Regions from separate parts of the Oryza sativa genome. Here region 1 is linked to region 2. A link is a contact called in public ChIA-PET data. All regions are on one chromosome and are shown on one strand. Each heading gives the region's core, a stretch centred on a gene start, on an enhancer-like site or on the middle of the called end of the contact. The rest is flanking DNA. Distances are from core to core; before and after follow the strand shown.

Evidence for each region. ChIA-PET counts read pairs in DNA pulled down with a chosen protein or histone mark.
Region 1: a contact with region 2 is called in an H3K9ac ChIA-PET map of seedling, with 7 times the contacts expected there. The contact joins the enhancer-like site here to the promoter of LOC9269609 in region 2. A contact is called at or near these places in 10 of 15 Hi-C or Micro-C datasets (leaf, leaf mesophyll, panicle and 2 more) and 4 of 4 datasets of contacts at active chromatin or transcription factors (leaf and seedling).

Annotation. Positions count from the first base shown.
Region 1 is chr8:4,801,503-4,807,380 of ASM3414082v1, forward strand. No RefSeq gene overlaps it. Among protein-coding and RNA genes, the nearest start is that of LOC136351418, 10 kb to the left of the region's middle. Within about 2 kb of position 2,694, at least 12 of the 15 cell types and tissues checked have open chromatin away from gene starts, as enhancers often do. A contact at or near this core is called in leaf, panicle and seedling, where this site is marked.
Region 2 is chr8:4,759,099-4,764,620 of ASM3414082v1, forward strand. It overlaps LOC9269609 (zinc finger BED domain-containing protein RICESLEEPER 2-like), which reads left to right and starts at 3,012. Exons shown (of 4, transcript XM_015795527.3): 1 at 3,012-3,412; 2 at 4,300-4,606. The coding sequence starts at 4,306. LOC107276542 (increased rDNA silencing protein 4) reads left to right here. Exons shown (of 5, transcript XM_015793421.3): 1 at 1-267; 2 at 350-445; 3 at 540-588; 4 at 710-841; 5 at 1,957-2,313. The coding sequence ends at 804.

The DNA.
Region 1 (5,878 bases), core at 1,444-3,943, 42 kb after region 2:
AAAACCAATATTTTGGTAACACGAGTGCATCATTGGTTACTTTAAAAGCAAAACAAATAACTATCATTTGTAAGATTGAGCAACAGAAATGTATGTAATTCGTATGACTTCATAACATCATCCGTCCCAAAATAATTCAACGTAAAAGGGGATAGGATATATCCTATCCAGATTCATTATACTATGATAATATATCACATTCTTATTTTGGGTAGCATGGTAAGAAAAAAAATCCCAACAGTTAGTACTATATTACTCCACTAAAATAAATATAATAAATGATTTAGTGACGTCATACATGATAAAACAAAATGCGTAGATAACAATTATTGTCACGTATGTAGTACACGACGAGGTGTGTGCCGCATAAATGCATAGCAAACGTGCTCTCCATCAAGGCACATGCATGACGTCACTAAAAAAATCAAAGGCAAAATCAAAGAATTAATTGTCCACTTATGTGATGAATAAATCAAACGGGACGTCGATCAATCACTTTCCTTGTTCAAGCTTTCTTATTCATATATAGGACCCAATTCACGTAAGGGCGAATCGCTTCCCATGGTTATCCTCTAATGGGTCATGGGAGTAATTATTTTTTAAAGATTTTCAGAGACTGATGAACTTGTAAATTTTACCAAGGATCTTTTGGATTGCACGGATTTTATAGGACTTAATTCAATTCACACAAACCTTCTCCACTATATGTGGCCGTAGGCAGCAAACAAAAATTATTATCTCAACTAGCATCGAGAGCACACAGCAGAACACGCATAACTAAGGCTGGCAGTGGCGTGCGTGGGCTGATGCAGCCGCTGGACAGGCCCGCACCACTTACCCACTTACCCACTTAGGCCAAACCACTTAGGAGTAAGTGGGCTGATGCGGCGAGTCCACCACGTACGGCGGCGCCACCACAGCCCACATCGAGCATCAGAAAGAGGAGGAACGAGGAGTCAAAGAGGAGGGGAACGAAGAAGTTCGTCGCTGTTGCGGCTTGAACCCTAGCCGCTGCCGCCATGGATTCGATGCCGCCTCCTCCACCGCCTCCTCCTCCGCCGCCTCCGCCGCCGCCTTCACCGCCGCCTCCGCCTCCGCCGCCGTTCCTAGTGATCTCGCAGACCTCCGCCATCACTGCCGCTTCCAATGCGCCCTCCAAGGGATCTTCGTGGTCATCGTCGGTCATAGCAGCGCACTCATCGTTGCTCGTCGCACCAACTCCACCTGTTCTGTCAATTTCTGTGGGTGGTGCTAGACCAGCTTCTGCTTCAATCCCATCAACCTCTACACAGGTGAGTTCTTGATTCTTTCCCCTGATGTGGATGCAGTGAAAAGGAGATGCAGATGCAGTGAATCTGAGTAGGATGAATCCAGAAAGCAAGGATGTAATTTTCAGATTCAAACCATATTTAATTTTGTAAGGATGTACGCATCACTTCACCTAAAAAAAGAAGATTATTTAGTTCCTGCTTGTTTGTGATTAGTTGCTTTCGTGACATAACAATGTGCAGTCTTGATGGCTTGCCTTTACATAACATGCTTGATGGTCACCTGGGATGTAAATATGTGATATGCCTGTTTGATTAACATCATTGAATCTTGTACATTAATCTTATACTTTTCAGACTTTGTTTTGAGTTATATGAATAGACTGATTTATTCGCTGTTCGATTCCTGTTCAGCATTATTATGTATAAACTCGTTACTATATATACGCACTGCTTCTTTTTTCTCTAAAGTTAGTGATTAAACAACAATTTACATGTAACAGCACACATGAAAACAAATTTAAAAAATAATTTACATGTAACTGCTTTTTTTGGCGCTGACTTTGAACACACAAGATTAGCCTTGGATAGCTAAGTTTCAGCACTAAAATAATTATCTGTTTTGTTCATGAGTTTCAGAGCCCTCTAGATTTTAAGCTATGTCAATTATATAATGCAGTCGTTTGGCTGTCAAATTCCTTTTATGTCAGAAGACAGTTTAAGAATCAAACAAAGTGTAGCATTGCACCGACTAAGGACAATTTCAGAAGATAGTTTCATGTTGCCAACCCATATTTACCTTTTCATTTTTCCTTTTTACTGCTGTAGGTGATTCGAGAGGGAGGGGTACTGGCCTCAAATACCTCGAGGGCTAAAGCAAAGCGTACTGCCCCAACATCGAATCAACTAAAGCATTCAACAGCAAAGTGGTCAAAACCAACTATAGTAACAATGGTGAGGTCTCCAGGGATTCTTATCATGATGTCACCTATGCAGCATAACCAGAAGGGAAAAAAAATCCTTGAAAACACACTAGTATTATACTCCTGTTTTGGCCTCAGGCCTACTCTCTTCATTCAAAAAAAAAAAAAAAGGTAAACTCTAGCTACGATGCATGTCCCGATTCATAGCTAGAGTTTACCCTTTTTTTTTTGGACGGAAGGAGTACGTGATTTACTGATCTTTGACATAGGTTGCTGATCTGTGGGCTTATGAGCTGTGGAGCCCACATATGAACCACTCAAAATCAAATGACATAGGTTGCTCATCTGTGGGCTTATAAGCTGTGGAGCCCACGTATGAACCACTTAAAATCAAATGACAGTGGGCCTATTTGGCAGCCCGTTTTCGCAGCTGTCTAGGCTGCGCTGCACAGCCCAGCCGTTCGGCTGCAGCGGCTGCATCGCTCCTTATCGTTTCCATATCCTGTAGCGACTGTTGGGCCCCTACAGCGACTAGACCGGCTGTTGGCTGGCTGGCTGCAGCCAGGCAGGCCTACCGACCAGGCCCAGTAAGTAAGAGGATCTATTTTCCCTAAATTATTGAAGCATACAGTAATTCAGGTACAATAACCAAGTAGTTCAGACTTTAGAAAACAAAATGATTGGTTCAGGAATCACATGTCGGAGAGCCTGTGACCGAGTAAAATTCTCGATCGCCCCTCTGTTTAATACAAGTATGCATGACAACAATCCTAGGAACATGCATGACAACAAAATTGAATACCATCAAAATATAAATTACGATGAAAAACATCAAAATATAATTAAAATTAAATTTTAAATTTTGGCTACAGCTGATAAACCGATTGCAGCAATCGATCGAGCTACGCAATAAGATGATGAAAATTTAGAATTTGAAATAAATTGATAATATAATTTAATATGTAATATGCCACTTCATAAACATACAAGTTAAAATTCGACCTATATAATTAGAAAAAAAAAATAACAAATTTGACTGTTGTGAATTATGTGTTCTCTTCAAAGTCAGAACTTCTATTTTTGTTTCTACTCGTATAAATTAAATTTTAACTTACATGTTTGTGGAAAGATATGTCATATATTGATCTCTCTTGTTAAATTATTTTAAATTTTCTGATGACTTTTTGGATGACAAGCAAAAAAAAATAAGGGGTATTAGGTTTATGGATAAGATATATACCATCTATCCTTGGGGTTACACAGTATACAAAGTATACGGCAAGGTTGTCTTAATAGTGAGGAATTTGACCAATGTAGAAAGAAACTGTCCCCTTGAATAGAATTCAAAGGTGTTAGAATCCTATTCGGAGGGGATGCCAACTTTATGATCTTATATATGTGAAGCCCTCTCTGAGTTCTACTTAGAGGTATATAAATACAAGCCCTTCGGGGGTACGGGATCATCGAATCATAATCTCACCACCAACCATACCATAAGCAATCCGGAGGACTGAAAGACCTAGCCACCGATCGATCTTATTTTAGTCATTTCTTCATCCGACAAAGTGATAATAATATGATTCAGGAATCGGACAGCAGCCATCACCTGACCTGAATTATTAGGGGTGCGTTCGATGCGATGATTCTGATGGGCTGAAATTATGGTGCGCAAAAACTACTGTAGCGCGTTTTGGGCTGGCTTGTTAAAGTACCGTAGAAGCCCACCGGACGTATGATGGCATGTATGGGTGTTAGTCCATCGTCTTCTTCTGTCGAGCATGCGTGCATTGCTTTGTCCATTGGATATTGCCGAGTCTCCTCCTTTCTCCTCCAAGCACTACAGCTACCGGCGGTCGAGGAGGCGGCTCCAGATCTGTAGCGGCAGACCACACGATCGACGTCGACGGCTCGGGCAAGCATGGTTGGTAGGCGCATCGGAGTACTCAGCTTGACCGAATCTCTGCCTCCATCGCGCATTGGAGGCGGAGAAAGACGAGCGCCGCAGTCGGCGTGGGCATCGGCGTCGATTCCAGCCGGCTCTGCATCAGCTTTCGCTGCGTGCGCCTGCTGATCCTGATGAGCTCTCGTGCCGAATTAATAGTGGTGGAGATTCGCGTCCCTTCCCATGTCCAAGGAGGCGCCATTGCCAGATTTGGTGGAGAGGTGGAGTTCAGCTGGCGGCTATATTAAGCCATCCTATGGATCCGGCCATGGCAACCAAAGCCGTGAAGCGGAAGCTGCATCTTTCACCAATCCTCCACCTAGCTCGTCGCATGCTCTCCGCCGTTGCCATTTACTTTGGCTAAACGGCGAGAGCTGGCGCCGAATCTAAATTCTTCGGTGGGTTCTTCCACTTCTCTGCGCTCAGACGCCAGCTACACCACCACTGCCGAAGACGACGTCCAATCCGTAGCCTGCGCCATAATCCTCATCGCCGCCAAGTTCCCTGAAGCAATCCGGCAGCTGGTCTGACGCCTCATCACCCCGATGAAAGTTGCTTCTTCCATCTTTCGTCGGTCGGCCGATTTCCACAATAGTCCCGGATGCAATAAAAACCGGGGCTAAAGATGATCTTTAGTCCCGGTTCAAAAGGGTAACGGGCATATTTGATCTTTAGTCCCAGTTTGTGTTACTCATCTTTAATCCCGGTTCGAATGCTGTCAGGGCCTGTCAGGCCCCCCCGGGATCTTTAGTCCCGGTTGGTAGATCGTAACTTTAGTCCCGGTTGGTAAGATCCCGGTGATCTTTAGCCCCGGTTGGTGCTACCAACCGAGACTAAAGTCCCACCCCTATATATATGTCTTCTTCCTCCTCCAGCTGCCCGAGCAAGCTTTAAAATTTCTTCAAAAAAGAGGGGAGGTCATGCCAAAATTTCTATTGAATTTATTTTGGTGATTACATACAAATCGGAGGTGCCTAAAAGGTTTGCAACTTCATCCTCCAATGTTTTTTTTGTCATACTACATTTGCACCTATGTTTTGCACACTTTTTTTGTCTCCAAAATTTAGTTGTAAGTTGATGAGAGAGAAAATGTGTGTGGGGAAGAAAGAATATATAGAAATTTAGTTCATTTGCTAAACAAGGTTTTATAAAATAGTTGAGAAGGAAAACTCTAGTGAAAGTTAATCTTAAATAATAGAAAACAAACTAAAATGAAAATTAAAAGAAGTAAAACACATTAAAATTAGTTTAAAACTTTACAAATAGTTTTTAAGAATTATTTGGTGTAATATTTTATGATTTTTGTATGAATAAAGATATCTTATAATTATTGTATGACTGTTATTATTGTAAGAATAATTATTTGTGTACGGTTTTTTTGACTCATGTAGATGGATCGGCAATGGATGTACGCTGACCGGCGGTCCAAAGAGTTTATTGACGGCGTGCACTATTTTTTGAGAGTGGCCGAAGCTAACAGGCAAAGGGGTTTTATTTGTTGTCCATGCAATAAGTGTAAGAATTAGAAGGAGTATTCTGCATCCAGGACTATTTATTTCCACTTGTTTGAGTCGGGGTTCATGCCAAGCTATAATTGTTGGACATCCCACGGAGTGCAAGGTGTTGAAATGGAAGAAGATGAAGTGGAAGACGACAATATTCCGGACTTTGCTCAGTATGTTGGATTTGAAGGAAATCAAACGGGCGAGGAGGAAATAGCTGCTGATGGTAACGACGTTGCGGAT
Region 2 (5,522 bases), core at 1,762-4,261:
TCCGGCGACGCGGCCGACGACCTCAGCTTCCTCTCGCCCTCCTCGCCGGTGGTGAAGCCCAAGCCGAGGTCACCGCTCGCCGCCCCGGCCTCCTCCCCCATCTCCCCCTACGCCTCCCCCGCTTCCGCCTCCGTCTCCACCGTCGCGGACCTGAGGATCCTCGCCGCGTCCCACCTCGACTCCCTCAAGCGCCGGCTCGACGCGCTCCACGGCGACTCCGCCCGCGACCTCGAGGCCTCCCACTCCCGCATCTCCAAGCGCTTCAAGGTGACCCTTCTTCTCCGCTCCCTTCCGATGATCGCCGATCGCACCGAGTGATGTCGTGATTTCGCGTATGATCTCTCTTCAGATGCAGACTCAGAGCTGCCTGCAGCTGGCGGATGAGGCGGAGAAGGAGCACAGGAAGATGGCCGACAAGATCTCCGAGCATGCTGAGGCAGTGAAGGTACCCTAGATCACTATGTTCTCTACGGTTTGCATCCAATTTGACCGCACTTTGGTTAATATTCTGAATTTCTGATGCTTCCTGTGAACCCCAGGCCTCGTACAAGAAGTTTGTGGCGGAGGTGCAGGCTTCTACATCTCGTGGTACGGCGTGGAGAAGATACATTGCTATGTTCGCTTGATTTTTAGTTCAGATCCACATGTTGCTCAAGTCAGTTAAGCATTGTGTTCATGTGTTGTGCTCTAACTTTCCGGTGATGGTCAGTGTGCAAGGTGACTATCCCTGAGATGGCGAAGTCGGCAGACAGAGCTATTGATGGACTGCGCAGCCGCTACAACATCCCAGCTACGGCAGCTTAGTTTGCAGTTCTGGCTGTGACCTATGTTCACTGACTAGGTAAACATTTCTGGACATGGAAATCATGGATTGATTATGATACTCTGTATCTTTTGTGCATTGATGTTTCTGCACGACTGTTGAGTACTGCTGTATACATGGCACTGATGATTTTGTCTATAGATCATACCTTGTGTGTAATCATCCCTTCTAGGATAGTCTCGCCATTTCATTGTTGTGTTTATCTGCTTGATGGAAGTAGGACACATGAGTTCCCAAACTCTGTAGTTTTGGTGGTAGGAATTACAATGCATGGAACATGACATCACCATGTATGCCTGATGCCATGCTACACGCCTACATTATCACTTCTGCAAAACAGTTTTGGTGTTATTTGATAGGGTACCACTCTTGTTTGAGAATGGCTTCTAACTGCACTGTGTAGCATGGGCAATTTTGTTTCTCATTTGTGAATAAGCATTTGTTCAACTTGAGGTGATGATCACTCATCCTTCTACACATTAAAAATAATGTGGATGCTATGCATTTCGGTTATTTATGCCAATTGGAATTTTAAGTGGGTATCATGGGTTTCCAAATGCTTTACAAAGTTATCCTTAAGCCTTGTGGTATTAATTCATAAACTAGTAGTTTTTCATGAAAGACAGTTTTTGAACAGATGCATTTGTCATACTGCTGATGGCGATTGACTGAGAACTTGCCTGACATTGTAAAGTGTAGACAAACTGTATTAAGCTACTTGTTGTCCTGATCTTGAAGCATTATCCTGAGTCTTGAACTATCGAAGATTTTAATTGTGCTTACTGTAGTACTTCAATATTAAATTGCCTGGAGGGATGGAAGTATCTAGAATTCATGTGTTATAACATTAACCCCAGATTCATGAAAAATCGTTATAGAAGTTCCTTTTGGTGGGCGTAGATTTATTGACCGAGAAGGACTGATTGCTAGCAAAGAGTAGGCAATATATTTCCCTGGTTCCTCTATTTTATTCTTTGCAGCACATGTAGTGCCAACAAAGTTTCTTTTTCATGTATTGTTCAATGTTCACCAATTGCTTCATCTTGTTATTACACTACGTATATGCATCATCAGACTGCCTTGCGGTGCTTTGCTTCTTTTACTTGGCTGATTATCTATGTTTACTGTACCAGGTGTCCATCACTACATCAACTAGACTAGCAAATTCTTGGGCTTAGTGGAAGGAACTTGAACAGTTGTGGATAGGAGTTACTTGCACCTGATATAGTTCTTTTACAGTCTCGTTCTCAGATACATCGAGACATCGAGCAATCGTACGCACATATTTCTGTCTAATTGCATTCACTCCGCAGCCTGTGTTAATATTGTCACTCTCTTTTGGTATAGTTGTAAGGGTATAAGAACATTCCGAAGGTGATACAGTTTATTCTAGCCCTGTGAAGCAAAGAAAACAGTTTGCAAAACAGTTTGCAATTATCATGTCTTGAAAAGTAACGGTTCACTGCAATAAAAAAGCCAGCCCTTCATTATGACTTCTCTCCATAATGTTTTCATGGTTACTCTCGATAATTTCAGTTTGCATGTTCTAGTTGATTTCCGCAAAATTGTTCTTAGCATTTTTAAATTTCATCTTACATCAGTCGGTACTCGGGACTGGTTTATTGTCTCCAATCAATGGTGTCTGGGTTCAGTCACTCCATACGTTTTAGAACTGCTGCTGATCTGTTGTGCAGAAATGAGCTATGTATGCAAGTTGACTGAAGTGGAATGCTCAAGCAGGTTTTTGGAGCTTCAGTTTATGCTATAGTGGAGTATAACAAATTACCATGAACAAAACATAATGCGGTTAGATCCTTATTAATCCATGACAATGGATACTTCTCAATATCTGTCCTAGTTTGTTTCAATCTCAATATACTGTAATTAGCCTTTTTGTATAACTCGGCCTCCGAATTGTTGAATTCCTCGCAAAAAAAAGGGAATGAAATTTAATTTCCTAGAGAAAAAAGGAATTGAAATTTGAATGGTTGAGACCCGGCTTTACAATCCCAATTGCCTAGTGAGATTTGTTTTTTTTTTCCACTAATTTCGAACTAATTTTAACACATAATTTCGAATGAATTTCGACAAATTTTGAACGAGACGCGCATTTTGACCCACAGCTCTAGATTGATCGAAATCCGTCAAGTTCATGAACCGTTAAGAGACTTTGGCTAACAGGCGTTTTCCTAATTACTGCTACAGCAGCTCGGCAAAGTGATCTTGGGCGATCTGCACCGTTCATTTTCAATCCAACGGTGATGAGCGCGACCGCTCAATTTGCAGTGAAGCTAAGCACTGGAGAGGATCTCAACCCGCCTCCGCTTCTCTCCAGTCTCCATCCCCCTCTCTCTCCTCTGCTTCCGGCGGACGCGCCGCCGGCCATCTCCCCGCCGCCTCGCCGCCTCGCAAGCGCCACCCCGCCCGCCGGCGAAGAGCTTTGTGTGCGCGGCGTTGGACCGGCCTTCCTTTACTTGCCGGACCGACCACGCGCGGCCGGCGAGCAGGTAGGTGGAAGGAGGGAGGGGCCCCGACGACGCGGCCGGCCTCGCTCCACCGGCCTCCGTCTCGGTTCGGCTCGAATTGGAGGTATTCGCTCTTTCTCTCGTAGCTCCTCCATCCTCCTACTCCTCCACAGCGCTTCGCGAGCGGTGTGTGCCTGTGTGGCGTAGACTGTAGATCTGTCAGGATTTGGATTCATCTCTTCCGCTCCAATTCGTTGATGAGCGGTGCAGAACTAAGGCCAGTCACAATGGGGGTTTCACTGGTGTGTCATGCACATTTAATAGGGGTAAGACTGAATAAAAAATGATTATTTGCATGAAATGGGGATGAGAGAGAAGGAAAGAGTTTCATCCTGGTGAAACTCGTCAGCGTCGTTTCCAAGTCCTCGGTAACAGAGTGAAACCCCCGTTGAGGCCGATTCGTTTCATTCACCGGATCTCTTGCGTCCGCCTCCGCCGTGCGACCTCCGCATTCTCCCGCGCCGCGCCGGATTTTGGGTACAAATGATCCCAGCAACTTGTATCAATTAAATGCTTTGCTTAGTCTTGGAAACGTCAAAGTGAAACCCCTCCACTGTGGGGATTGTTTCATAAAAGATTTCATTTGAGAGAAGATGGTATAATATTTTGGGTAGCCGTGCAATGACACTAGCCATTGTGACTGGCCTAAGAGCAGTTTGTTTCCGAAAAAAATTTGGGGTCCAGATGTTCAGTTGAACTCCCGTGTGGCCTTGCCCCTGTAAATTGTGGTTGAAGCTCGCAAGCACTGCTAATTTGCACAAAATCGTAGTCGTATCATCTCTTGTTGGGACTTCTCTCTGTAGACTGTAGTTGAGGTTGCCTGTTGTGTTAAGCTTGCTGCATGCTTCATAATCATTTACGTATGATCTTATCTTAGCTTTGTTGTACTTTTCCTGTGTTTTGTTTAACCACATACTGTAAAAATAATATGATTGTGGTGTATCTTTGTAGGCAGTTATGGATCCCATGGATGATCATGACAGTGACGAGTTGCCGTCAGGGGTGGCGTCAGATGAAGCTCACGTTGCCTTCAGAGCGAGAACTAAGAAAAGGTCCAAGGTGTGGGATGAGTACAAGCCTATCTATGTAAACGGAGTGGTTCAAAGCGCGGAATGCCGCTACTGCCATATTCTGATGAGTTGCAAAGGTTCTGATGGACATTCCAATGGAACGAGTCATTTGTGGCGGCATCAGAAAATTTGCCGGGCGAAAGAGGACTTGGATCTGGCTCAGTTACATGATACTGGTTTCCCATATGGTATGCTTGCTTTGTTTCCCTTGGGGATCATCTTCAGTTTAATTGGCATCTGCATCGGTGTATTAGTTGATTTGACAGTGTGTAAATTTTGTACTGTTTTATAGTCGTTGAGAGAGTTTTGGATGATCATCAACTTATTATGGTACCCTTGTATAAAGCATTCAAACTTTAACCTACTTTAGGCAATGATGATAATGATTAGGGACATTTTAACAATGACAATAGTTGAGGGCATTGCCTTTTAGGTGCTGTATATTAGCTTGTTGGTTAAATCAATGATAGGAATTATAGGGCATTCCCACTTAGGTGGTATATATTTTGTTATTTCTTAAAACAATGACAATATTTTATTAATATTTTGATCCCCTATCAGAGGAGCTGACAGAATGGGCTAGGCTTTAGCTGATGATTTTCCATGATTAAGAAGATCACATAAGGAATTATATAGATATGTTAATCAGGGTTCAGGTCCTTACTGGAAACTGCTGGTAACTGGTGGTTACCAGCAACCCTGGCCAGGAGCATTGTTTGCAAAAAATAGTGTGTTAAAAATTTTAAATCTAAACTATACCGTCACAATACTAAGAGCATCAGAGTAAGCTATAAGTTACAAATAATTTACTAATTTACCTCAAAACCTTAAATTTTTTTCATCTCCGTCACCCTGCTGGTCTGCATTGCTCATAGAATAACTCTTTTTCTGGCAAGATGAGTGATACGATTGCCCATTTAGTTTAGCAAGAGTAGAATGGCTGCTACCAAGGTGGTTGAAAAGCTGCAAGTTACTTGGTTTATTTTAGGATTAGATGTTCCCCCTGTGGGAATTTCTAGTATTTTTCTTCTTCTGTCAATGCCATGGGAATTTTTAAACTTCTCTGCTGTATATTATTTTATCTGTCTGTGGCTGTAATTATGG